Linked DNA regions of Arabidopsis thaliana: region 2 is linked to region 1. A link is a contact called in public targeted proximity ligation data. All regions are on one chromosome and are shown on one strand. The core of a region is the stretch at or near the end of the contact, and the rest is flanking DNA. Distances in the headings are between cores, read along the strand shown.

Region 1 (6,178 bases), core at 2,167-4,666:
TTAAAACTCTAAAACTAAATGTTTGTTTGACCAAAGTAAATTAGAAAACTCATAGTTTTTAGTCACTTTTAAATCATTTTTCATCGTATCAATATTGAAAAAAGCTAAACATACGGATCGTTTAAGAATTCGAGCAAAACTTTTTGGTATGTTTAATTGTCGACCACCATATAACCGTTTATTATAAAATTTAAAAACCTTAATGTCACAACGAAAGAAAAATAAAAAGCTCTCATGTGGGAGCAAATTCCGACCTACCGGATTCGAACCAGTGACCTAAGGATAATCTGCGTCTACTACAGTCCTCCGCTCTACCAACTGAGCTAAGGTCGGATTGTATTCTATTTCATGCATGTGTACTGATCTAAATATTCTATGAACACAATGATTTGTATTAAGTTAGCATACTCATAGTGAGTCTCTATTAAAAATTTGAAAACAAAGTTTGAATTTATAAAAACATTATATTAGAAAAATACTTGCATAAATCTCGTAAACCTTGAACGGTTTAAAATACAGTGAAAATTACTTCTAGATTTCCCACTCATTTCTGATAATACAGTCAATAGCTATGCAATTCTCTAAAACAATTTCTCATAGAAAAACGAGTTTGTAGTTATACTCTTCTCTAATCACTTTGAAACGAAATGAAAAAAAAAAATCTTTAAACTTTTATGATCCGACCTAGCGGATTCGAACCAATGACCTAAGGATAATCTGCGTCAACTACAGTCCTCCGCTCTACCAACTGAGCTAAGGTCGGTTTTGTATCATAACACTTTATGCATGTTGATGATTCAAGAAAAGCTTTTTAATCAAATTTAAACTTTTCAAGAAGAGGAGTAGAAAGAAAGTTGACTTCATATCTTTCATGCTGTTTTGTTTTTTTTAGAGGTTTTTTATCAATACTAAATTTTACTGAAAACGGTAACATGATGAAAAACCGTTCAAATTCAAAGACGATCCATAAAACACAATAAGTAATTATAAAAACTTACCAACACTCAAAATAAAAACGTGAACGGCAGGATTCGAACCTGCGCGGGCAAAGCCCACATGATTTCTAGTCATGCCCGATAACCACTCCGCCACTTCCACTTTTTCTGTAAACTAAACTTTTATTTCAAAATAGACTAAACCGTATACCATTCTCTATCCTAAATTTTGATCATGAGTGAGAAGTAGAAGATTCCAAGGATGATGCAGTTTATGAACAAAATAAAAAAATTAGAACCATAAACCTATTTGGCTGTCTTGATTTTTTTGAATTTTTATAAAATTTTCTCAATTCAAAAAATAAATTATTTCTAAAGAGCAACTTTGATGATATATTTATGCATGTAATATTGAGATTGTGCTTATGATTGTTTATATTCTTGAAAATAAAGCCAAACAAATCGTGCAACAGAGTGGGAAAGGGTATTTCACTACCCTTGAAAATAAACACCATATTGATGAGCTTTAAACCTAAGCACCTCTACCCTACCCACTTGGGCCGGGCCTGATTGGAAATCTTCAAAATACATCTTGGTCACGATAAACAAACATGAAGGATCTTGCGTCTGTTTTCCGAGAACCAGGGTTGCCTCTTTTAGTGTTTCCACTAGATTTCTTACACCTTCTTACGAAAAGGCATTTGTAGGTGTTTTACTTTCTATATCTTACGAGCTATCAGGCATTGACGTGCTTATTAGTCTTGTACAAACCCTTGACGCCATATCTTAGTAAGCTGGCATAGTGGCATGTGTCGAACTTGCTGATATACTCTATATTTACCGCTTTATCACGGTTTTTAATATCATTTTTTATCGTATTTTATTGGTATTTTCCTTATGTTTTGTCTATTTAGAGTCCAAGTGAGTTTTCTTCCATTTTAGAAGTTCTATAGTGTTTTTGTGTGTCTTTTCGTGTGTTTTGTATGTTTTTGTAAGTTATTCCAGGACAAAATAAAAAAGGACATACATTTGGATACTATTTCTTTAAAGATAATAATCATCAAAAAACAGTCCCAGACTCGGATGAAGGTGTACCCTTGGGATTTGTTTCCTCGAAGGTCCTTACGAAAGTCAATAGAAACTTGAGTTAGCTTTTCAGTGGAGGTCATTGTGGGTTAATCCGAGCTGTGGTTAAAGAGTTATGGCCGGTTAACTGAAAATGTATCAATTTGATGCCAGTGTCGGTCTTGTCATTTTTCGGGGAGGCTTTTTAAACTGTTAAATTTTCTATATTTTGCTAATTGTGGGTTATAAAAAAAAAAAATTCACAATGAAACAAAATGCTATTTTATTTTTACTAAAATGGGCTTAAATTCTTTCATTTATTTTTAAGATACTCTTAAGACACTATTAATATTTTAGACAAAATGGGCCACGAAATTAGAGGCCCAATACCTATATGTTATATGTATGTGTCAAGGGCAGGACCTGGGTGTAGAGGGACATTCTCACGATCCAAAGTCCATGATCAGACCCAGATCTGTTATGTGTCGATCCGGAAACTTCTCTACTCTAAAAGTTGATTTAGATCCAACCTCTTCTTTTGATATGAGCTTTCATATCTGGAAGGCGTTTGTGAAAATAGACTTGTTATTAATGCTCATTGATCATATAGACAAACATAATTAGATTATTTGTGAAGTTGTTAGTGTCACGGAAGTGGAATTAGTCATATTTGTGAGTTTCATGTTCTGGTTAAACGTCTTACTTCATTGCATGATTGTTAAATTCATTTTCATGATAATAAAACTCATAGTTTAATGCTTTTATCTTATTTTACTTCTTGCATTTTCTCTATATTAGTTTGAAGCTCGCATATTTAGTGTTGCAATCTTTATTCCTGGTGGGATCGATTTCTAAATTACTATAACGGTTGCGCTTGCACTTGGGTGATTTAGAGATACAAATTTTATAACTTGTGTTTTGAAACCAAAAATATTTCTACAACATTTGCTATGTATTAGGAAACCTCTATGGCTCTATCGATGGTAATTTCTCTCGAGGCTTGTAAGGTCCTCGTTGGATGAAATTCACAATGTCACAACTATTTAATACTCTCCACCTTCTAGTGATTAACTTTTTTTTTTTTTTTTGGGGCAAAACCTGTCATGCAAAATTTTGGTTTTCGATCGTCTATACATGTTCCTGTGCAAAATTTTGGAGCACAGTTAAAAAAAAAATATACTAGAATTTGATTTGCAATTTTCATCTTTCTAAGAATAATATAATTCTCTATTTAAGACTCGTCTTTACTAATTATTCACTACACTTTATTCTGCTGTTATGTTTTCTTTTTTTGACCATGCAGTGCAATAAACCTGACAGTTACTTCTGGTAACTAAAACATCATCATCGTCCTCACATGTGAACCTTACACATTCCCATGATGTTCTGAATAATGTAATTGACTAATTGTAATGCAAGGCAAGACATCTCTCCTTTGTCTCTCTCACCATAAAAATTAAAGAAAACAAATAAAAACACTTAAAAAACCTTTCACTACCTAACACTTGATAACTCTATCTCTTCTTCTTCTCTTATTACCTTCCACCAGATCTCACTCCCCACATTTCAAAGTTTTCTCCCTTTTTGTCGATTTCCTTCTCTTACTCATATTAAACCCAAAACTTAATAAATTCTCTTAAATTATCTATTCACTGGCTGGGCCAGAGTGTTTATTTGAATATGTTTTATTACAGTTTTAGTGTAGTTGTTGTAGTTACATGACAGCTCCTTACAAGCTTAGATCTCTCCACAGTTCTTTCGTTATCTTCCTTCCACATTGACACTTGCCTTAAGAAGAGGGCCAAAGAAAGGTCTCTTGTCTCTTTGTCTGAGCTGTTCATTTTCTTGATTTTCTTGCATCTTGGATTTGCTTCATTACATTCTTTCTCCTGAAATTTTATTTAGTGTTTTTCTCACTTCTCTCAAATTTGGTTCTAGGATCTGGAATTCTTTCTTCTTCAAGATTTGTAAATGGGTGTTAGTTCTTCAAAGATCTAAAATATCAAGATCAGGTAATTAAACATTAAATTCTCATCTGCTTTGGTACTTACTCTGTATGTGTTGTCTGTTTATATTTATTTTAAGACCAACATTATTGCTTGTGTTCTTTATTATGTCCTTGATTTTAGCTACTTCAGTTGTCCTCTAGTGTGTTTTCCTGGGAAATTTTTGTCTTTCTATGAGTAAATTTCAATGTGGATAAACTTGGGACCACAAAACAAATTCGAGACTCTATCATTAAGCTCATTGCATTTTCATGTATCAACTTGGACTCTGTTTATATCAACCTGATTTTGGAGATTTATTTGTAAAGTTTAGGAAGAAATGGGAGGTGACTTGAAAAGCCAGCTATCTAGAGAGAGCCATGTGTTTGGACTTAAGGTGTGGGAAGTAATTGGTATAGCTGTTGCATTGCTCATCATAGCTATCCTCTCTGTTCTTTCGTGTTGTCTTACTTCGAAAAAGAAATCAAGAAGATCGAAAACCGGTCTTCCGGTTATCCAAACTCCTCCGGTGGTCTCCAAAGAGATCAGAGAAGTGAGAGTTGAGCATGTCTCAGCTAGTAACTTTGCTCCTGGTGAAGGCATTCTTCTAACAATTCAGGACAAAAATAACAAAGACTCAGAAAAAGTCATGGTTCATTTGGATATGAGGAAGAAGAGAAGTAGTAGTGGCCGGTCAGGGTCGTTTCATCATTTAGAGATCATAGATAAACATTCTGACTCTGCTGAAGAAGTTTCTGCTTCTTCATCATTGTATAATATTGCAACTCCATCTCCATTGTCTGGTTTGCCTGAATCTCACCTTGGTTGGGGACACTGGTTTACTTTGAGAGATCTTGAAACAGCAACTAACAGATTCTCTAAAGAGAATGTTATAGGTGAAGGCGGTTACGGTGTTGTCTACAGAGGAGAGTTAATGAATGGAACTCCTGTTGCAGTTAAAAAGATTCTTAACCAGTTGTGAGTATCGGATTGTAAAAAGATTTTCATACCTTTTTATGGTTTGAGTTTTGGTTGATTGATAGATTTTATAGGGGACAAGCTGAGAAAGAGTTTCGAGTCGAGGTTGATGCTATCGGTCATGTGCGGCACAAGAACTTGGTTCGGCTTCTTGGTTACTGCATTGAAGGCACACACAGGTTGGTGAAAAAAATTCCAACTTAGGAACCAAATTTGTGAGTTACTAATACTAAAAGATCAATGTGAATTGCTACTAGGATATTGGTTTACGAATATGTGAATAATGGAAACTTAGAACAATGGCTTCATGGAGCAATGAGACAACATGGATATCTAACTTGGGAAGCAAGGATGAAGGTTCTGATCGGCACATCAAAAGCGTAAGCAAACAATGTAATTTCCTTTTTATTAAGTTCTTCTTCTCACATACTGATCATTATTCCTCTGTGTAGTCTTGCATATCTGCATGAAGCAATTGAGCCAAAAGTAGTGCATAGAGACATCAAGTCAAGCAACATTCTGATCAATGACGAATTCAACGCAAAGGTTTCAGATTTTGGCCTTGCTAAGTTGCTTGGTGCTGGAAAAAGCCATGTGACAACTCGAGTGATGGGAACATTTGGGTCAGAGGCTTATAAACTGAAAAATAATCAAGAAGTCTTTAGTATTAAATCTAAATGCTTTTGTGGACGTTTTGTAGGTACGTTGCTCCTGAATATGCAAACTCAGGGTTGTTAAATGAAAAGAGTGATGTCTACAGCTTTGGTGTTGTTCTCTTAGAAGCAATCACAGGACGAGACCCTGTGGATTACGGACGTCCTGCTCATGAGGTAATCAACTATTTTCATTTAGTTTAATTAGTTTCATCGCGGTTCGCGGACCAACACGAGATTATTGTAGGTGAATCTAGTGGACTGGTTGAAGATGATGGTTGGGACAAGACGATCAGAGGAAGTAGTGGATCCAAACATAGAAGTGAAGCCACCAACAAGGTCACTGAAACGAGCTCTTTTGACGGCTCTAAGATGTGTTGATCCAGATTCGGATAAGCGGCCGAAGATGAGCCAAGTTGTACGTATGCTTGAGTCTGAAGAATACCCCATTCCAAGAGAGGTTAGTGTTCTAAAGAGCTGATAAAACCAAACATAGACCATAACAGGTGATGGTTATAACTGGAATTATGTTTCTTTCAGGACCGAAGGCGTTCTAGAACGC
Region 2 (6,681 bases), core at 2,994-5,493, 45 kb before region 1:
AAAAAATTATGTTGGTTAAAATAAAGATCGACAAGACATATCTCATAATCAAACACAATAAAAAAATAGGGCTACTTGATTCTATTGTATGAAATCATGTAATAACGAAGCTGCCTTTAAGGTACTTCGGATTAAAAATTCATCAAATGATTGAATTATATTGGAAAATCATATAATTCATTGAAAAGACTTTCGAATCGAAATTGCAGACATACAAGCTTTTAACGAGTATCTTTTGCTTATACTATTAAATTAAGTCGAACAACACGTTATTGAAAAAAATATTATGCTATATACTAATATTATTTCCTCCCAAAAAAAATCATCATCCTCTTCATCAATCATATCATAATTAGCATGACAATGATCCGCCGTAAGCCTTCCATTATATGAAGAAGGTCGGATTTTGAGGTATTGATTTTGATTAGATTCGAATGATGCATGCAATTATAATATTTTTGGTTTATGGAGCAAAAACTTTGCTTTACTTTTTTCACTGTTCAAAAGGATTCTTATAATGAACTTCATAACTATTTTTCTGAGGGTGGAATTATGGTTTCTAACATAAACCTAGATGGTAATTTGTGGTGTTATCCATGTTATATATATTTGTACTTTAATATTAGGAGATGATAATTAATTATTTTGGCTTTTCATTTCGAATCTCAATTCCTTTTGTATTGGTTATGCAAGTTTGTTTTGCAGCTACCATGTAAGTAAAAATGTCATACGAACTTTAGTCAAAACTACTTTTAAATTTAAGTCTTTGCAATTTAACTAGTTGTGTATATAGGAAAAAAAAACACTACTTAATTGATACTGTAAACTGTTTTAATAATTGAAGATATCAAAATATTAGTGGATGTTATATTGGCCATTTTTTTTTTATATCCGCAAAGTTTGGAACCAAACTCCGTAGATTTTCATAAACCAAAGTGAGTGAATTCACCGCTTCACAAATGAAACTTAAACTAGAGGGCTCTAGGATGACCCTAGTTTATTTGCTACTAGACCGAGCAACACTTGATATTGAACTAAACTTGATAAAACAGAGATTTTGATACACTCAACATATACTTTTATGTTGAGTGTATCAAAATCTCTGTTTTAAGTTGGTGAAGCGTGTACCCGACAGTTTCATGTCCACATAGCTCAACATTGTTGTATTTATTGATTTATGTGGGCGTTTCAATAATCTGTGTAAATCCAAGATATCATTGTCGTAAAAAAAGGCGAGGGTCAGATTTGTATAGCGACACTCCCCGTGAAACAGTTGTGCAATTTTACATGTTTACATAGAATTCCAAGTATTTAAAGACCAACCCTTTGGCCGATATATGTATAATTGTACATAACTAAATTCTATAAAACGTAGACGATAAAATCATAATGTGGATTTTATGCATGTCGTTAAATGGTATGGTGTTATTTAACTTGTTCATATATGTTTTTTTATTAACGAGTTTACTTGATAAATGTTATTCACTTATTTCACGTAATATTACGGTTATTATACAAGTTTAACAATCACATGGAAATATGTACTATTTACGATTTTTTCATCGCATTTTTTGTCAAACAAAAAGGTAGAATTAAGTTATAAAAAAGCCCTACATATCAAAAAGTTATATTGCTGAAGACGAACGAATAGTTGCCATGCTTAACATGCATTGCATTGGAATGGTCAAATAGAGATGCTATGAATATATGAGCTGTCCTCTCAAGTCAATTGTTCAATAACTCGTTATATTATATGTAATTTATAAGCTAATCATCACTGTCCTTTTCGTTTGTCTTTGTCATAAGATTGACAGAACCAATAAAATCTGAGGACGATTAAATTAATATATAAAGAAACTAGAGATTTAATATTTTGAACTGAATAAAAGTTATATAGATTACATGAAGGATCGTTGTCATTATCACTACCACAAAACTTTAACATCATTCACCGACAAATGGAAAACATTAAGCTGTTCACTTAATTAACACGCATCTCATATATTATTTCCCTCGTATATATTAAACTTTATAGATGAGATTTAATTTCTTTCAACTACCTATGCAAAATTTATTTTATTTGATGTTTTGTGACAATTATATTAATCTTTGATAATTAGTTTTGGTTAAACTTTTTTTTTTATTATCCATTTTTGTCAACCACGTAATTAAATTAAAAAAATATATCTTAATAGATTATCTAATATGAAAGAACCGAGTTTACGAAATTTCATTTTTAAATTAGTTTTGACTAATGGGTCTCTAAGTTATTACACCCGACTAAATATGTGGAGTCGATAAGTGATAGCAAGTTAGATTTACTTGTTCTAAGCTAAACTAACAAATATAGATAAGTTAAGTAGATTAAAACTTACATAATTGAATATTTACATGTTTGGAAAAAAAACTTGAGTAAAAGAAAAAAAACTTGATAAAAATCACTAAAAATTATGTTTACACTTGAGTTAAAAGCAAACATTTTATCTACATAAGATGATACTAATACAAACTAATGGCCTATATATATTTGTAATCCATGAAATTTAATTTTATTTTTGTAACAGACATTATGATTGTAACATTTTAATTTCTTTGCCCAAAAACAAAACATTTTATTTTTAAGTTATTCGACTTCTTATTTGTGTTCATCCCATTTTTTTGTTTCCAACCGATGAACAACGGAAGGTTGCGTCAAAACGCAAAGGGTTGTGTTGTTTGTGTTGAAGTGGAGCTCCTTCATTTTAGGAACAAGCAGAGGACGTTACACAATCAAACTCAGTTTCTTCCCTTATTTAACGTAACCACTAATTCTATTTTCTTGTTCTTTTACAAAGTTCATAAATGGAAATGAACACGTAAGAAGAAATAAAACAAAGTTCAAAACTAAGAAACAGAAAAACAAAAAAAAACATAAAAAAACATATAAAAAAAACATAAAATTACAGAAGAAAAAAATGGGTAGCTTCCTTGAGGTTCTTTGTGCAATCTTCATACCTCCTGTTGGTGTGTTCCTCAGATATGGCCTTGGGGTAAATTTTTTTCATTCATAAATCATAAAAATATATGACACATTTGACATTAATGGTCAAAGTAAGATCAAATCTCTTGTTTTTTTGTTTCTTTGTATATGTGTTTGCAGTTGGAGTTTTGGGTCTGTTTGCTTCTAACGTTATTCGCTTTTATCCCCGGACTGATATATGCCATCTACGTTCTCACCAAGTAGGAATAACCAATCAAAAACACTGGATCCTTTTTTTATTTTATAACTTTTTCTTTTTCCAACAATGTTTGCTTTTTTAGATTTTTTATGTTGTATTTAAGGAATCAGTTTTGTAATCTAGCAAACTTTTTGCTATGTTAGATGTATGTAAATTCCAGCAGTTTCCAAATTGCTGTTGTTCTAGTTTGCAGAGGTTATGGATACATTTTACGGATCATAAACAGATTTGGAAGATTGATGATATTATTATATGCGTGATATAAATTTTGAATTGTAGTAATACTACATCTAAAGAGTGATCAAATTATTAGTACCATTAGGAACTATAAAGTTCTGATAGAGATATTACATGGAGTCATCGATACACACAGTTTACTTATGCGTATAACGATAAATATAAACCTGTGTACATACATTTATAATTTTATATAGCTTCTGCAATTCCGATTTGAAGATTGCTTGAATCGAATACCGTGTGGTATAGGCTCCCATGAAGACGTTCCCAATAATCCCTGCATATACAAATTCTTTACCTCAAAGTGGTAAGCAAAAAATGTAAACAAAATCTATTGAAATCGTCCCATCTTACCAAAGAGGATCAATTGGTATAGTCAATGCTCTCCCATAATGAAAAAAATTATGAGCTACTTGGTTACAACAACGATTCGAATGAGAAAAATATTATTTTCTAACCTTAAATATCCAAGATATCGGTGTAAATTCCGATAATAGATGCGTCTATTAATCCATTGTTAATGCTGTCAATTAAGGTTTTTTGCAATCCCCTCTAACTCTCTAAGTGTACCTCGGTGAAACCTCGAATCTACTTTACACTAACTTTTAATTAGTTCGTACTAATTAACGAAAAAAAAACCTTTTAATTAATTCAGAAAGACAGAAACCAACTCCTTGAAAAAACAAATTGTTTTTCCGAGCCACGTGTATCACTTGGATCCGACGATTATTGTGTCCGGCCCATTAAGATAGTTAACACTTATTGGGCTTCCAAATATCAGCTAATTAGACACGTGGATCTGATTCTCTTCTCCGTCTTCTTCCGACAAGCTCGACGGCGACACAGCCAAAGAAACTACGCATCACCGGTAACGACAGAGATTGCTTTTGCTTCTGGTATTTATGTACCAATTCTGCTCTCTTTTTTACTGCTTAGATCTTAACCCATATAGAGTTATTATATCTGTTGCTCGTTTTTGAAGTTGCCCTTATACTGCTCGATGAAATGCCTCAGTGAATATCTTAATCACAAAACCGAATAGTTTCGTTTCTCTTATACTTAAATTAATTTGGTGTTGTTATTACAGAGAGAAATGGCGTTAAGGCAGAAGTTAGGATGGTCAGAAGGAGATCTGATGAGATCAGATGCTAAGCCATGTTCAAGACTGATGAAACAAACAGCTGCCATTTTCACTGTTGGTGGAGCTCTTGGTTTCTGGGTTCTTTGCAGACTTCACTATGGTAAACAAAGTTCTCTCCTTTCTAATCAGTGATTTGCGTTTCCATCAAAAGGTTGTTCTCCATATAGCTATTGAATCCAGTGCTCTGCATAATTGATTGTTAGAAAGATTTCTTGTAGCCTTATGAAAACATACCAATGCGTATTACCATTCTGTTTTCTGTTCTGTAGTATCCGTTTCTTATGAGAAAAATGAATCCAAAAGGAGCTTTGATTGAATAGTTTGATGTGGTGAAAGATTGGATCTTTACACGTTTTGGGAAGCAATACACTTGTTCTTTGATTCCTATTGTCATGAAAAATGATTCTTGGGGTTGGTTTGTTGTTTATGTGGTTTTAAGAGTAAAAGGAACGTAGAATAGAATAGTTGAGTCAATTCTAAGATAGAACGGTTATAAAAGCAAATGTTTTCTTTGGGAAATGTGTAGGTCCAAGGATCACAGTGCCAAGGAGTCTGCGGTGGGCTGGGTGTGGTGCTTTGTCCGTAAGCACATCAACTGCAATGCTTGTCCGTCTCTTCAGCCCTGAATGTGAACCACAAAACATTGCTGCATATGATAACATCAAAACCCCTCAAGCTTCACTCCCTTAAACCCCATCATAATCTGGCTTTACCTATGATGTGTATGGACCTCATCTTCTGTACATTTTCTTGCAGTACATGAATTTAGGTAACTATTTATAATACTACCAAATTCTGTCACTTTTTGTTTCCTTTAGAAATTATGGTGTATTTTTTCATATAGCCTTTAGGTTGATAGAGTTAAGAGTATCATCCTATGCTCCTCTCTCATTTTCGTGTGTGTTTGATTATGAGTGTAGTGTAATTGGCCATTGGTCACACTCTTTTGGGAGAGTGTTTAGCTTTCTAAAGCTTTTGCTGTCGAAGGGAAGACCTTTGGATTTATTTGGAGGGTTGGGTCTCACTATCCCCTCAAACTAGTCATAGGTGGAATATCCACACCGAGGTTGTGACTTCATGGAGATGCCTGCTAGTTAAATATGTGTAGGAATATGTTTGATCACCAACAAACCTAATGCTACCATTTCTCGAGCATAATTAATTAATTAATTATAATCGACATCAATGTGTTTTGAATGTGAGTAAAGAGCTAGGATTTCAGTGATATTGTCATATAGACACAGCATATAAGCCTGTGGTATTATAATGTCATGGAGAACATAACTTAATCAAGTGAATTCTGCAAGCTATGGAGGCCAAAGATCTAGCTTTTTGGAACGGAGGTTGTTTCTTTGCATTTCGAATGAAAACAATAGTTGAAGCAGAACATCCTTAGGTCAATAGTTTGAATCCGGTAGGGTCAGATCTTATTTTCTAAAGCTTGTTTCATTCCATTTTCAGTGTTCTTTGACAAGAGTATTACAACAAAATCGTTATCAAAAGAGAACTCAATAAGAGAAATGCATACATGTCAAGTTTTTTTTTTTTGGTAAAAGGTTAAGTTACGTTACATGCCAAGTTTGTTATAGGGAATGAGTGGAAATGTCAGAGGTTACTTTCACTATACTTGACACCTTATGATGTTTGAACCATTGACTAGGCAGACTACAAAACCAAAAGATCCATCCACATGTGGTTTTTGCACAGTTCTTGGCGCAAAGAAACAACCTCCTGTCTACCAACTGAGCGAAGGTCGAACTGTACTATTGCATTTGATACATGTGTAAAATTATAACAATATATGAACACAATGATTTTGCAGTACTTTAGAATATACAGAGTGATTCCTCTTTAAGAAATTGTAAACAAAGTTAGAAATTAGAATGCATATCAACAATATATGCAAACATGCTTCTTGGAAAAATCTGGTAGATATTCGAAAGTGATGGCTACAACTCGAACGGTTTAAATATCCTCCGGTGCCCAAGGCCTACCAGTTGATAACACCACGTTTAAGGCGTCAATCACCTCCCAAATGGTCGATGATTGTTAATATTCTTGGAAAATTAAAGCCATGAAAATCGT

What was found.
Region 2: a contact with region 1 is called in a targeted proximity ligation map of shoot, with 15 read pairs. A contact is called at or near these places in 1 of 26 Hi-C or Micro-C datasets (root), 1 of 2 datasets of targeted methods (shoot) and 2 of 3 other capture datasets (root and seedling).

What each region holds. Positions count from the first base shown.
Region 1 is chr1:21,263,707-21,269,884 of TAIR10.1, reverse strand. It overlaps AT1G56720 (Protein kinase superfamily protein), which reads left to right and starts at 3,416. Exons shown (of 9, transcript NM_001333796.1): 1 at 3,416-3,811; 2 at 3,939-4,012; 3 at 4,320-4,963; 4 at 5,038-5,142; 5 at 5,221-5,343; 6 at 5,416-5,586; 7 at 5,664-5,793; 8 at 5,864-6,076; 9 at 6,157-6,178. The coding sequence starts at 4,326. It overlaps AT1G08143 (a long non-coding RNA gene), which reads right to left and starts at 2,665. Exons shown (of 1, transcript NR_139380.1): 1 at 2,418-2,665. AT1G08147 (a long non-coding RNA gene) reads left to right here and starts at 1,471. Exons shown (of 1, transcript NR_139381.1): 1 at 1,471-1,787. AT1G56730 (a tRNA gene) reads right to left here and starts at 1,098; the gene lies at 1,017-1,098. It also overlaps AT1G56740 and AT1G56750.
Region 2 is chr1:21,309,083-21,315,763 of TAIR10.1, reverse strand. AT1G57540 (40S ribosomal protein) reads left to right here and starts at 4,243. Exons shown (of 3, transcript NM_104550.4): 1 at 4,243-4,351; 2 at 4,543-4,696; 3 at 5,123-5,869. The coding sequence starts at 4,549. The coding sequence ends at 5,286. AT1G57550 (Low temperature and salt responsive protein family) reads left to right here and starts at 2,845. Exons shown (of 2, transcript NM_104551.2): 1 at 2,845-3,029; 2 at 3,140-3,507. The coding sequence starts at 2,955. The coding sequence ends at 3,223.